2 separate regions of the Canis lupus genome follow, and region 1 is linked to region 2. Evidence: chromatin contacts called from public Hi-C data. All regions are on one chromosome and are shown on one strand. Each heading gives the region's core, a stretch centred on a gene start, on an enhancer-like site or on the middle of the called end of the contact. The rest is flanking DNA. Distances are from core to core; before and after follow the strand shown. Region 1 holds the start of CBLN3 (cerebellin-3). Region 2 holds the start of TINF2 (TERF1-interacting nuclear factor 2).

Region 1 (6,760 bases), core at 1,843-4,342, 180 kb after region 2:
CTGATAGGTTCATCCATACTGGGAGAACGGGACAGCATGGTAAGACAGAGAAATTTTATAATACTGGCAGGAGAGCATTTGAAGGGATGAGTCACATCCAAGATGGTGGGAAGTTTAAGAAGGAGGACAAGGCAGCACAAATCAGGAGAAAGAAGAGAGTCTGAGGGATAGTCTGGAGCAGGTACAGTGAAGGTAGCTGAGAGAGCTGGGAGGACGGAGGTGGCTGTCAGAGTATGGAGTGGCTTAAATTCAGATCACAAAGGTGGAGCAGTTCTGGGTGGTGGCCTTGTCACTGACATGTTCCATGCCTGGAGATCTATACTTGCTCATGTATGACTTTCTACCCCTACCCCCAGCTGTCTAAAGAAGCTCAGTACACCCACTCTTGGCTAGAGCAAACATACACACCCCATGTCGTGGATGGGGAGGGGAGGGCCAGAGTCCATCTGGAACCTAGAACAGATAGATACCTGGCTTCACTGCCTGCTGGCTGCCCCAATGTCAATGAAACACGTATACTGTGTTCAGGCTGGGCACAAGCTCTTCCTGCCCCACTGGCCACAGGCTCTGGGCCACTCTGTGGCCCTCCCAACTCTTCTGCTGCCTTAGCCCAATGGTGCTGGCTCAGCTTCTGATTGTGCTGGCCAAGATCTGTGATGCTTGGCACACCTCATAGGAAGGAGCCTGCAGGCTACACTGAGGCTGGTCCATCTGGGCCCCTGTGGGGGCCTGTCAGGCTCACCTGTGCCACCTGTCCCCAAATAGCACTGAGCAGAAAGCTGGGGGTGGAGGAACAGGAAGAGCAGAGTCTGCAAAGTAGCACAGGCCTCCCTACCTGCCAAACCCTGCAGGCACAAAGAGATGCAGTGGGAGCCTGGGGGTGGGAGGGGAGGTAAGAGGGGCCAGGTCCCCAGACACCACAGCTCTAGTCTTCACCTTGGGTGTTAGGCACAGGGTCCCATGCAAGAAGGTTGAATATAGGCAGCCAGAGGGAACCTCTCTTCTTCCCCAAAGATGCTGCTTTAGGGGCAGGAGAGGACAGAAGTCAGAGGTCAGGGGTTAGATTCTGGTCCTTGAAAGGCTTGAACCTTTAGAGTGGGAAAATGAGGAAGCCAGAGAAACTCGAATATTTCCAGCCACCCAGTAGGTTCCCCCGACGCAGGCGCAGGGACACCCGGTCCCCGGGGTCCAGGGGCAGTAACACGGAGCTGGTGGCTGCCTCTCGAGTCACATCAGGGTCGTTGGCAAAGGCTGAGATGACAGGCCATGTGTTCAGCATCAGGCTCACCTGGGGAGGTGAGTCCAGTTAGCTCTTCTCCGCAGCCCTCTTCCCAAGACCCCACTTTCCCAAGGTCTTCTTCTTTTCTCAGTTCTTCTTTTCTCAGGAACTTTTCACAGTTCCCAAGGGCTCAGTACAATCTGGTAGGAGGGCTGAGAGGTGGTCACTGTTGGACTCTACTTCCTCCACCCTCGCTGCTAGGCTGGCCCTTTCCTCCCTTGTTCCTACCCGCTTCCTCCCCACCCCATCAATGGAGGGTCTACCTATGAGTCAGCTGGACTCCACTTATTCCCCCTCCCTCTCCTCCCCTCCTGACCCACGACAGGGCCCCAGCACACAGGTCACCTGGACAGTTTGGCGGTTGTACACCTTCACCACATGGAACCGGAAGCTATAGACACCACGGACAGGGGCCACGAAGGAGCCTGAGGCGCGGTCAAAGCCACCACCCTCGTTTACCAGGACCTGTGGGAAGTAGACTTTGCTGAGTAGGGTTCAGGAAACCACTAGGTTGTGGAGTGGGGCAGTGAGTAAGGAAAAGAAAGGGTGGCAAGGAGATAAGAACAGGGAGGAATGCACAGATTCAAACGAAATGGTGAGAAAGGACAAGGTGGGATGTGGGTGGGAGTGTAGGGAAAGGAGCCAGGCAGTAGGGTTGAGGGGCAGCTGGTTGCAGAAGGGGACTTTTCCCTAAGAGCAAAGTGGTTTTGGGCGGTGGATTCCAGGTCCTTATAGGTTGTCTGGACAAGGGCAAGGGCAAGGGGATTACCTGGTCAAAGTAGATGGCTCCACTGGTGCCATTGCTGATCTCTCCTGCTGGCTCATGGTGGTGGCTGCGGACTGCAGCAAATGCCACTCTTCCGGGGGGTGCCTCTCCCAGGGCTGCTCCCCCAGGCCCTCCTGCAGCTGCTCGGCCAGGCTCACAGACCACCAGACACTCGCCCTCCAGCAGGACAGGCTCTGCCCCCTCTTGGGCCCATCCACACCCTAAGGTCAGGAGCATCAGTGCCAAGGGCACCCTGGGGCTGAGTAGGAGACCTGGTAACCAGTGTCGCTTTGCTCCCAGCATGGCCGAGGGGCTCTGTGACCCACAAATCCTCTTGTCTCCTGCCCCTTCTTGCTGTTCCTTTCAGTTCCCACTTCCCTCAGACTCTCACTACCTTAGCTCCGCCCCTCAGCCCTCTCTCTCTGGGGCTCCGTGTTCCCTGGGCTCAGCATCTCTCTCCATACCTCTCTGTGCCCCACGACTCTGTCTGTCCTGCTTCTCTCTCCTGCTGTCACTGCAGTTCCCTCCTCCTTGGCAGGGTATGAAGTGACAGCAGCAGTTGGGCTCCAGGAGGGAGAGGAGGGATGAAGCAGCCATTCAGGAGGGCTACAGCCAGAGCCCAGGGCAGCCCTTCTGGAGGGCTCTGAAGGCGGCATCTGGGACAAGAGAGAACTTGCTATGCATCTAACAGTGTACATGTGCCTATTGGAATGTGTGTGTGTGAGTGTGCACGTGTGCACAAGACAGCCCTACAGCCCCTTCTTTCTCCTTGTTCCTCCTATCTATCTTCAAAATCCCTCACTAGTCAACAGCCCTCTCCGTGGCCCCTTTCTGGGGCTGGAAGAAAGTGGGCGCCCTTGTCTTTTCCCTACAACTGTCTGGGTGGAAAGTGCTTGGGCCAACGGTATCCGTATCTTGTGACCGTGGGCCAGTCTCTTCCTCTCTTTGGTCTTCCACATCTTCATCTGAGGGTACTGGATTAGTCCCTTTAAGGCCCTCTTCGCCTCCAGCTCTCAACGAGCGGTTCTTCTCTCCCGAGAAACAGCGGCTCAGAACGCACGAGAAACCGGACTGACAGGCAGAGGCGAGCCGCTCAGGCAGGCTGGGAGGTGGAGCCCGCGGGCACTGCGGGCGAGTGGGCGGGGCGGGGCGGGGCCGGGGGCGGGGCCGAGGCCGGGGGGCGGGGCCGGGGCGGAGCCCGGAGGCTGGCGCGCGCTAGGGCCCGGAGCCGGCCCAGGGCGGGGGTGGGGGGTGGGGGTGGGGGGGGGCCTGGCTGACTCCACCCCGGGCCAGGAAGTGACTCAAAAAGCTGTTCGCGACGTGCAGACCGGTCCCCGTTGGGGGAGGACTCCGAGAGGGCCCGCCCAGATTCTGCCCCGTCCCGCCCTTCTCCGCGGGGCCTGCAGGCACCGGGCGGCGCCGGCGGGACCGAGGCCCGAGCGGGCGGCCGAGCCGGGTAGGCGCGCTCTCCCCCGCGCCGGGGCTCCGGGAGCCGAGCCCGACGCCCCAGGGCCGAGCGGCCGGGGGGAGGGGCGGCCGGGGGCGGCGGCTGTGGGCGGCTCCCGGCCCGGCCCCGGGGCCCGGGCGGGGCCGGAGCGCCACCGAGACGGGCTGCGGGCCGCGGAGGGAGGGGGCGGTGGGAGGGGCTAGAACCCTGGAAATGGCAGACCGGGGGCTCCGGAGGACTTGCCAAGTCAAGCCCCAGATCCGTGCGTAGGAGGCCGCGCTGGACCCGGAGACTGCGGAGACCCCGAGGAGAGGAACAGTTTTGTCATCTGTGCACTTCTGGCCTCCGGACCGAGCTGGAGCCCCCCACTCTTCCCGCTTGGGGCTGTGGTCAGCCTTTTCCAAAGGCCAGATGCCCATCCCTAGTAGGCAGCCTTGTGTGCTCAGGACTTCCTCTCCGGAGAGAAGACTCGGTTCTGGATAATCTGACATTCCCTTCCTAGACGGACCCAGGTTGTTTACTAGATTGGTGACTAGGTGCGACCTGTTGATAGCTGCTGTAGGCCGGGAGAGCAAAATTTGGTTTGAGGGGATGAGGAGGCGCTGAGCTGGCTTCCCTCCTTCCAGGGCTGGGTGGCCAGGCAGCCATGCCTACCTGGGGGGCCGGCTCCCCGTCCCCTGATCGCTTTGCCGTGTCTGCGGAGGCTGAGGACAAGGTGCGGGAGCAGCAACACTACGTGGAGCGTATCTTCCGCGTGGGGATGAGTGTCCTACCGAAGGACTGTCCCGAGAACCCTCACATCTGGCTGCAGCTGGAGGGCCCCAAGGAGAACGCCAGCAGAGCCAAGGTGAACACCCCTCTCTGACCCTTCGGGAACAATGACTCCCTCCCCCACACAGAGCCAGAGGAGAGGAGGGGCTGCTGGGGAGGATCTCTCCACTCCTTGGTTGTCTTACTGGCAACCTCAGTGGCTCTGAGCTTTGAGGGACTTTGCAAATCTGTATTTATCTGGAGTTTTGGTTTCATTTCAGCCGTGTTGAGCCAGGTTCTGCCAAGACTTAGACAGGTGATTCCACTCAAATCAGCTGTGCTGTTTGGGAGATTGGAGATAATCCAGTTGGGCAAGCAGGCCCTACCAAGGAATTCACTGGGGGATGGGAGGCCAGGCCGCATTGCTTCCTTCCACCAGAGGTTCCAGTACAGCTCCACCACCTACCAGCCCTGTGGGGGAGTCTCCCATTTCCTTATCTATGAAATGTGAATAATTGCAGTGTCCACCTCATTAGGCTTACTGTGAATGGGATAAAGCATGAGTTCAGCAAAAGTTAGCAATGACAATCATTATGGTGGAAATAAACAATACATATACGCATAAATATTTAGAGAGACAGCCTCGTTAATTATATTCAGTTAACTATAATAGTATCTCAAATTGAGTCAAGTTCTAAATGGAAGTATGAACCATAGACTATCAGCTAAAAATGAAAAGTAGATTCTTGATCCCTTTTTTAATCCTTACCTTTTTCAGGATCTGTGGGGCTCCATTGCTCTGTCCAGGCTTCCTGGAACTTGGTTGGGGGCGGGGGTGCAATGGGCTTAAAGAGGCTACTGGGCCATGTAGAATTCCAGCAATCTCCTTTTTTCCTTTCGTTCTCCCCCCTCCCCCCACTCCTCCATTGCTCCCCTAGGAATTCCTGAAGGGTCTTTGCAGCCCGGAGCTGCAGGATGAAGTCCACTACCCACCCAAATTGCACTGCATCTTCCTGGGAGCCCAGGGCTTCTTCCTTGACTGTCTGGTCTGGAGCACAACAGCTCACCTGGTGCCAGGGCCGCCCGGCTCGCTGATGGTCAGTGGCCTGACCGAGGCTTTTGTCATGGCTCAGAGCAGAGTGGAGGAGCTGGTGGAGCGGCTGAGCTGGGACTTTCGGCCAGGGCGAGCCCCTGGAGCCTCTCAGGGTGCTGGCGTGCTGAGAGACTTCTCTGCCCTGCTGCAGCCCTGTGGGGATGCCCACAGAGAGGCCCTGCTACAGCTGCCCCCGGCTGTCCAGGAGGAATTGTTGAGCCTGGTGCGGGAGGCATCCAGGGGGCAGGGGCCCCATGCACCACCCCTCTGGGATAGGGGGAGCCCAGGCCCACTGGGTGCTCAGTACCAGGGAGTCAGAGCTCCCTTGAGTGAAGACAGGGAGTCCGTGGACCCTGGACCTATGGGGTGGCGAGAGTCAAGGGGTGAGAGACATGTTATGGAGAAGGAGGGAGGGAAGCAGGGTCCTCCCAGGGCGATGGATTTGGGGTGGAAGGAGCTGCCTGGGGAAGGGGCCTGGGAGAAAGAAGGGGCTTTCAGATCACAGTCAGAAGGAGGAGTGCCAGGGCAGGTAGGACCTCTGACAGCAAAGGCCCTCGGGCAAGAGGGGATGCCTCAGGACAGAGGAAGTTCGTTCTGTGTCCAGGGTGAGCCTTCTGGGGCCCAGGGCCCCTATCAGAGGGCAGCTCAGCCCCGGGGAGCCTCCCTCCTCCAGCGGCTACACAATGGGAGAGCCTCACCCCCAAGGGTGCCTAGCCCTCCGCCTGCACCCGAACCCCCATGGCACTGTGGGGACCGAGGAGACAGGGGAGACAAGCAGCAGGTGGTGGCTCGAGGTCGTGGGTCTCCATGGAAACGAGGCACTCGAGGGGGCAACTTGGTGACTGGCACTCAGCGTTTCCAGGAGGCCCTGCAGGACCCTTTCACCCTGTGCCTCGCCAATGTGCCTGGCCAGCCGGACCTCCGTCACATTGTCATCGATGGCAGCAATGTGGCCATGGTGTGAGTACCCCGGTGGGCCTGAGGATCCTGGGGAGGGGGAATGCTACAAGCAGTGTTGCTGACCTTGGGGACATGGGCCGCGAGGCCCCTGCTCTGGGGCCCTAGAGTGCTGACCCCTTCCCACCGCAGGCATGGCCTCCAGCACTACTTCTCCAGTCGGGGCATTGCCATTGCTGTGCAGTACTTCTGGGACCGGGGTCACCGTGACATAACTGTCTTTGTGCCTCAGTGGCGCTTCAGTAAGGATGCCAAGGTCAGAGGTGAGTTGGGCCTGGTCTTTTGTAACCTGGGAGAGGCCCCGCTTCAGCTTGAGGATAACCCCGTTGTGCTCCTCTGTTTCTCTAGAGGGCCACTTCCTGCAAAAGCTGTACTCGCTCAGTCTGCTCTCCCTCACTCCCTCCCGAGTCATGGATGGCAAGAGGATCTCCTCCTATGACGATAGGTACTTGCTTCTCTCCTGGCCCC
Region 2 (6,531 bases), core at 2,565-5,064:
ATTCTTGGAGGAAAAGCGGTGAACTGGGGTAAATGCCAGAGACCAGGGAAGAGCCATTGGGCTTATGAATCCAAAAGGAAAAGGTAAGAAAGTTTTTCCTCCTCTAAGGGCCTCAGAGGGAAAGACGGTGGAGGTGCCCTTTAAAGGGGATGTGGAACATACCATCCGAGACATCCTTGGAGGCATCCGCTCCACATGTACCTACGTGGGAGCAGCTAAACTGAAGGAGTTGAGCCGGAGAACCACCTTCATCCGGGTCACCCAGCAGGTGAATCCAATCTTCAGTGATGAGAGCTAGACCTGAGCAGCTGTGCCCTCTCAAGGCACTAGCACCTCCCAAGTGGGTTCCTCACCCATCCGAACTACTATGGCTATTTATCACTCAGTCATTTCCAGTTGTCTCACTGCTGAGGGCTCCTGCAGTAATTCTGTACTCTGTACACACATAATGCCCAGGGCACACACTGGGGAGGAAGCGAGGCAGCCAAGCTAAGAAAATGAAGACAGTCAAATGCACACTGGGGACCCAGCATCCCGAAGATTATTAAAAGGAAAAGATGCTGGTTCCTATCTAGGTGTTTAATGTGGCTTTGATCTGGAAGAGTTAGGCTCTTGAAATCATGTTTTGGTAATGAGCTTCATTAAATAGGAGCTTTGAATACCTAAAAAGCTCAGAAGTGTTGACGCATTTTAAATATCTCAATAAAGAGACCTCAGTGACTTTAAAGAGATTCTGGATCTTTCTGCACAAGCCTCGCATCTGAGTGCTGTTCCAGGGCAAATAGAAGCAGAGTTGGCATAGTAGAGTCAAGGACAGGAAGCACATTTTCCATGTAGTATCTCCATCCTAGTGCCACCACTCCCGGGTAGTCTGGCGGCATGAGAGTTTACAAAGTACATCCTGGCATCATGACACACAGCACTTTCTAGCATAGCAAAGGGAAATTTCTCTATCAACCCTTCTTGGCACACGTGAACAACATTTTCCAGGGGGAAGTGCTAAGGCAAAGGGATTCCTCCAGCCTTGGTGAGGCCAATTCTAAGGAATGACCTACACTAACTTGGTAAGAGCCTTCACTGCCCTTCCTCACACCAAGACCATGTTTAACAAATCCAAATTTAGATTAACAGGGATTACAGAGTTTTTAGCAAGGCAGTCAGGTACCACGCTTGGGGATTCCACTTTATTCCCACTAAAACTGTGTATAGAGCTGAGGAAAGAGACAGGCAGGGTGCAGAGGGAATTCTCATCCTATCCTAAGTGTCTGGACTTGTCCCTGTGGTCATGGAAGGGACAGACATGGCACTGGGGCCAGAAGCGGGGAGGTATTCATAGAAGGTGGGAATCAAGGTGTCAAACTTTGTCTTCTGAAAGTCTTCCAGAGACTCCTGCAGAGAAGGGAGCAGGGAAATACTATCATCATCTCAGTCCCTGAGCCCTCCATATTTTGGTGGGTTTCTCTGGTTCTGCTCAGCCCCTTCCCCCAGCTTTCTGTGCCTTCCTACTCACCCTTCCTTCCTTCTGGACATTTTCTTCTTCATCAGAGTCCAAAACCAAGTCCCCTATGGTAATGACAGAGCTGCACAGAGATGGAGGACACACTGTAGGAAGGAAACCAGAGTCAAAGCACCCTTCTAGGGGGACAGACCCTCAAGAGTCCCCAAGAGAGGAGGCTGTCTGACCCAGTCCTGACTCAGGATACTTACCTGGTTTCCTGGCCCTAGGAGGGGACAGTGAAAGTCTCAGGGGGTCCGCTGGGCAGACCAAACAATTCCTGCAGGGGGAGCAAGCAAAGAAGAAAGGAGAGGTGAGGGGAAAGCAGGCAAAGAATGTGCTGCTGGTAGGGAGAAGCAACTGTTCCACTCACTCTTCTTGCTCTGAAGCCAACAGGTCAGCTGGGTTCTTCAGAATCCTTTCCCCCAGGATTGGGGACAGATTCTTAGACTTTCCAGTGGAAGCTGCTCTCGTACCCACAGCACCTGTTGGATCTGCCATGTGCATCCCATGTTTTTCCTTGTTCTCCGGCTCAGATATGACTTGGGATGGTGAACCCAGATTCCTAAAAGGGAACAGCATGACTGTGGGGCGCTCCTTATGGCCTCCCTTAGTGGATGCCCATTGGGACTGGATTTTTCGCCGGCCCAGAGGGGCCAGATTAAAGTGGCAGCCAGCTGTAGGTACTGGGTGCTTCCTTGAGGCTGGTTCCTGAGGAAGGTATGGGCCAGGCCTGGCTTTTGGCAAAGGATGGTGAAGTGCCAGTTTTGGTTGCTGAGGAGGACTCTGCTCCGTGGGCTCTGTCATGCTCACTGAGTCAGTAACGGAGGACTCTGGAAAAGAAAACGAAGCTCTTTAGGACAGAAACACAATTCAGTCTGGTTTCTTATGCCTCAGGTCCATGTAACCTTTCCAAGAGCCCATCTCAAAAGGTTTCAGGCCAAACAATCCACCCTCAAGTTCCCTAGTACCTGAAAGTGGCCACCCCATGTCCACACCATATTGGCTCAAGGCAAAAGAAGAGGTGATAGAAACTCCAGGCTGCATCCAACTCAGCACATCCTGAAGCTGTGGGCAGAGGGAGAGAGGCATGAAGACCACAGTCCTTGATACAACCATCCCACGCACTGCCCTTCTTTTTGCCCCAGGAAAACCTGCTGTGTTTGCAGTGCAGGCAGTGCTTTTTCTAGCTGACACAAGTATTCAAAAAACAGCTTTTCCATGGCAGCCAGAAATGGTTCCCCATACTCTTGTTCAAGTTCCTGCAGTGGGGAGAAAAGGAGGTCAGAGGAGGATTAGGAAAATTAACCGCATAATAGCTTCCAAACCAGCCAGCCAGTCTCACCTGCAGCTTGGAAGCCAAGTCCACTGGGGCCTCTGCTAGTTGCTTCACCTGTTGGCAAAACGTCTCCTGTGCCTCCGAGATCTTCCTCAGATCCTGCTTTGTCTGTTGAGCGTAATGAAAAGCGGACAGTCTAGGGTCACCAGGACCCAGTGGCCGGAAGGAGAATCAACATCGTGGCACCCAGTGTTAACTGGGGAATAAGGCTTGTTCCAGGGGTTACTCACAGCTTTGGGGTCCCGCACTACGTGTCCAGACTCTGGGAAATGATGGTGCAGGACGTTCAGAACCTGGGCCCACGGCCGGCCCTGCAGGATCAACTCCACCACTACCTGTGAAGGGTACTAACTTCACAATCTGCGCTTTGGGGCCAGCTGCCCTTTTCCAACCAGTCCCAACCCCAAGTGGTCGGACCTCATCAGGTCCTCTCGCACCCGCCCTTTTCTGTCTTCCAGCTGCTCCTGGTCCGATACCTTGGCGTTTAGGCCCATACACAGGCGTTCGTGGTGGCGGTAGCGAACCAAACCGGGGGCGGCAGCGCGCAGCGACCGCAGGAACTGTAACACCCGCGGGAAGTGCTCCACGCAGCGACCCCGCACGACGTGCCAGCAGGCGGCGGCGGCGAGGCGCAGAGCGGCGGGACCGGCCCCCGGGGGCGTGGCCGTGGCCGCGGGCTCCGCCCCCGGGGCTGTCCCTCTGGCCGCCATCCTCCGCGCGAGGCTTCGCGACGACTCCTGCGGGCGAAGCTTCCGGTGCCTCTCAGTGGCTGGGCTCCGGCGGTCCGCGCCGGGAAGCTCGCGATCCGATGCCGCCCATGGGGCGCCCGAGTCCTGGAGGCCTTCAGCGCGCGCGGGTGGCTGGGAGGAGAAGCCAGCCGGCCCGGGGCCCGGGGTCTCGGCCGCGCCGCCGCCCCCTCGCGCCCGAGGGCTACCCCGCTTCCGGCTCTGCCGCAGTTTCCCTGCCCCGGAAAAGGGCGGCAACGGAGAGCCAATGGGCCACCGGCGGGGGGACGCGGCGTGGCGTCATAAGGCGACGCCTCCGCAGCGGGCGCCGCCCCCGCCCCGCCCCGCCCCGCCCCGCCCCGCCCGCCGAGCCCGCGAGGCCCGGCCCCGGTACCGCCCCACTTGCTGGTCTGGGAAGCGAAGGCCCTGCCGTGCCCCTGCCCCGTCGTCTGAGCCACTGCGGTTCCGTTCCTTGGACGGAGCCTCCGAGCGGCGTCGGCTTCCCGTAAGAAAGCAACTGTTCCTTTCGCGAAACAGGAGAGGGCGCCCGCCTTTCAAAAATGAGGTACTTGGGACCCCTGGGTGCTCAGCGGTTGAGCGCCGCCTTCGGCCCAGGGCGTGATCCCGGAGACCCGGGATCGAGCCCCGCATCGGGCTCCCGGCATGGAGCCTGCTTCTCCTCCCTCTGCCTGCGTCTCTGCCTCTAGTTCAGTGTGTCTCATGAATGAATAAATACAATCTTAAAGAAAAAATGAGGTACGGAGTTTGAGAAAATAAAGAAGGTGGTTAACTTGGTGTTTGATTTATTTATTTATTTATTTATTTATTTATTTATTTATTTATTATCTATTTATGATAGAGAGAGAGAGAGAGAGAGAGGAATAAATAAAGTGAGAGAAGCAGAGACACAGGCAGAGGGAGAAGCAAGCTCCATGCAAGGAGCCCGATGCAGGACTTGATCCCCGGACCCCAGGATCACGCCCTGGGCGGAAGGCAGGTGCTCAACCGCTGAGCCACCCAGGTGTCCCTGTATTTTCAGTCTTTACATGTCTGTCACCCCCACTGAGTGGGAAACCCCAGGGGAGAGCTGGTTCCTTTTTGTACATGCAGCATCTTGTTTGTGTATTTACAGCTAACACAACCAGCTCCTTTTTCAGCCTTCTTTCTCCTGTCTTAGGAGCCCCTTGTCTTGAAGCCTTGTTACATTCATAGGTTCAAAAAGACAAGTGGTCAGTCAGAGCTTAGAACTTTGGCCAGGTAATCTCATGGCTGCTGCGGGCGCAAGAAGGGTCTTGGGAGGGAGAACATGGGAAAAGTCCAGCTAAGAAGAAAAATAGAAGGTGGTTGTCCTCAATTCTTACATGCATAGGAGCCGACCCTTTGGGAGCTTGTTAAAACAGACTTCTTGGCCTCTGTTCCAGGGATTCTGGTTTGTGAGGCACCCAGAAACCTGAATTATTGACATCTCAGTTGATTTGAATGTAAGTGGTCTAGGGACTATGCTGGAAGAACCCTGAGCTAAGGGAACAGTTTCAGTCAGACCAAAACGAATCCTCCAAGTCACCCAAAGGAAAATTGACTGTGTGTCTCTGAGCATCACCTTCCCCTGCAGTTTCCTCTCTCTGGGGAGGGACCCCTGTCCCTCCATCCCCGGATGGCACCCAATCAGTGCTGCTCTACAAACCTGAAACCTGGGGCTTCTCCTACTACTGCTCCTCTCCGCCCTCCACCCTGCCACATCCTGTCCTTCCCAAAGTTCTGTGAACTTTGTCTCCTAGATGTTCCACCAAGCTTTCTACTTCTGTCCCCAGCACTACCGCTCTGGCCCCAACTACCATCTTGAGCATAAATGACTATGATTGCCTTCCAGTCTGGGTCTCTGCATCCACACCAACCCAGCTCTGATCTATTCTTGATACTACAAGCCCAGCAATCTATCCAAAACACAAACTGGTCCTGTCACCTCCAATTCCTCAAAGCTTTCAAAGGCTTCCCACTGCTCTAAGGCAGACAGAGATCCTTAATCTGGCCTATGAGGCCCCACAAGGTGTGGCCTGTGCCCCTCAACTCCAGCTCCTACACTCTGCCCTTTGCTCTCTCTGCCTTAGCCACATCATCTTTCAGTCTTGTTTACTCTTCCAGACTTCCTCCCACCACAGGATCTTTGCACAGGCTATTCCTTCTGTCTGCAGTGATCTCTTCCCTTTCCTCTACCTAGATATCCTCCTCCAAGGTCACCTATTTAGGGAAAGCTTTCCTAACCACCACCACCAGGCCAGGTCACATGCCTCTACTGTAAACTTCAGAGCTATTTACCCTACTTTATTTCATGTAGTTATTCTGTTTCTTTCGTAGACTGCAGGCTTCCATAGGGCAAGAACTAGCATTGTCCTGTGCTTTAGCACTTAGTCCATTGCTTGGCACACATCACTGAATATTTGTTAAACGGGCAAAGGGATAGGTCCATTAGCCACTGCCATGGCTGGATCCTGCCAGTCAGTCTCTCCTGTAAAATTTTGGTCCAACTGTGGACAAATACACCCTTTCCAGGGTGGACCTTAGAACAGCTGAAGGTAGCCATTATTTTTAAAATGTAAAATAAAGGGATCCCTGGGTGGCGCAGCGGTTTGGCGCCTGCCTTTGGCCCAGGGCGCGATCCTGGAGACCCGGGATCGAATCCCACATCGGGCTTCCGGTGCATGGGGCCTGCTTCTCCCTCTGCCTGTGTCTCTGCCTCTCTCTCTTTCTCTCTCTGTGACTATCATAAATAAATAAACATTTAAAAAAAAATGTAAAATAAAAAATTTAAAAAAACTTTATTTAAAAGAAAGTGCAACCACTATGATCCATAAATCTAGGAAACATTTGTAAGTCACATCTCATGCATTTTTGCCTTTATATTTGTAATTAGCTCCACCTGGCTTATCATAGGGAAAATAAAAATCTTTGGTGTTTTTATTTCTTTCAGAATT

What was found. Hi-C and Micro-C count contacts between places; a contact is called where the count stands out from the background.
Region 1: a contact with region 2 is called in a Hi-C map of blood, with 2.7 times the contacts expected there. The contact joins the promoter of CBLN3 here to the promoter of TINF2 in region 2. A contact is called at or near these places in 2 of 9 Hi-C or Micro-C datasets (amygdala and blood).

What each region holds. Positions count from the first base shown.
Region 1 is chr8:4,525,252-4,532,011 of UU_Cfam_GSD_1.0, forward strand. CBLN3 (cerebellin-3) reads right to left here and starts at 3,093. Exons shown (of 3, transcript XM_038544353.1): 1 at 2,049-3,093; 2 at 1,625-1,744; 3 at 1-1,288. The coding sequence starts at 2,348. The coding sequence ends at 1,091. KHNYN (protein KHNYN) reads left to right here. Exons shown (of 9, transcript XM_038544343.1): 3 at 4,119-4,339; 4 at 5,181-6,295; 5 at 6,425-6,555; 6 at 6,641-6,737.
Region 2 is chr8:4,345,300-4,351,830 of UU_Cfam_GSD_1.0, forward strand. It overlaps TINF2 (TERF1-interacting nuclear factor 2), which reads right to left and starts at 3,815. Exons shown (of 9, transcript XM_038544286.1): 1 at 3,311-3,815; 2 at 3,065-3,169; 3 at 2,841-2,942; 4 at 2,650-2,757; 5 at 2,467-2,563; 6 at 1,869-2,328; 7 at 1,708-1,775; 8 at 1,511-1,602. The coding sequence starts at 3,544. GMPR2 (GMP reductase 2) reads left to right here. Exons shown (of 10, transcript XM_038544289.1): 10 at 109-727. The coding sequence ends at 298.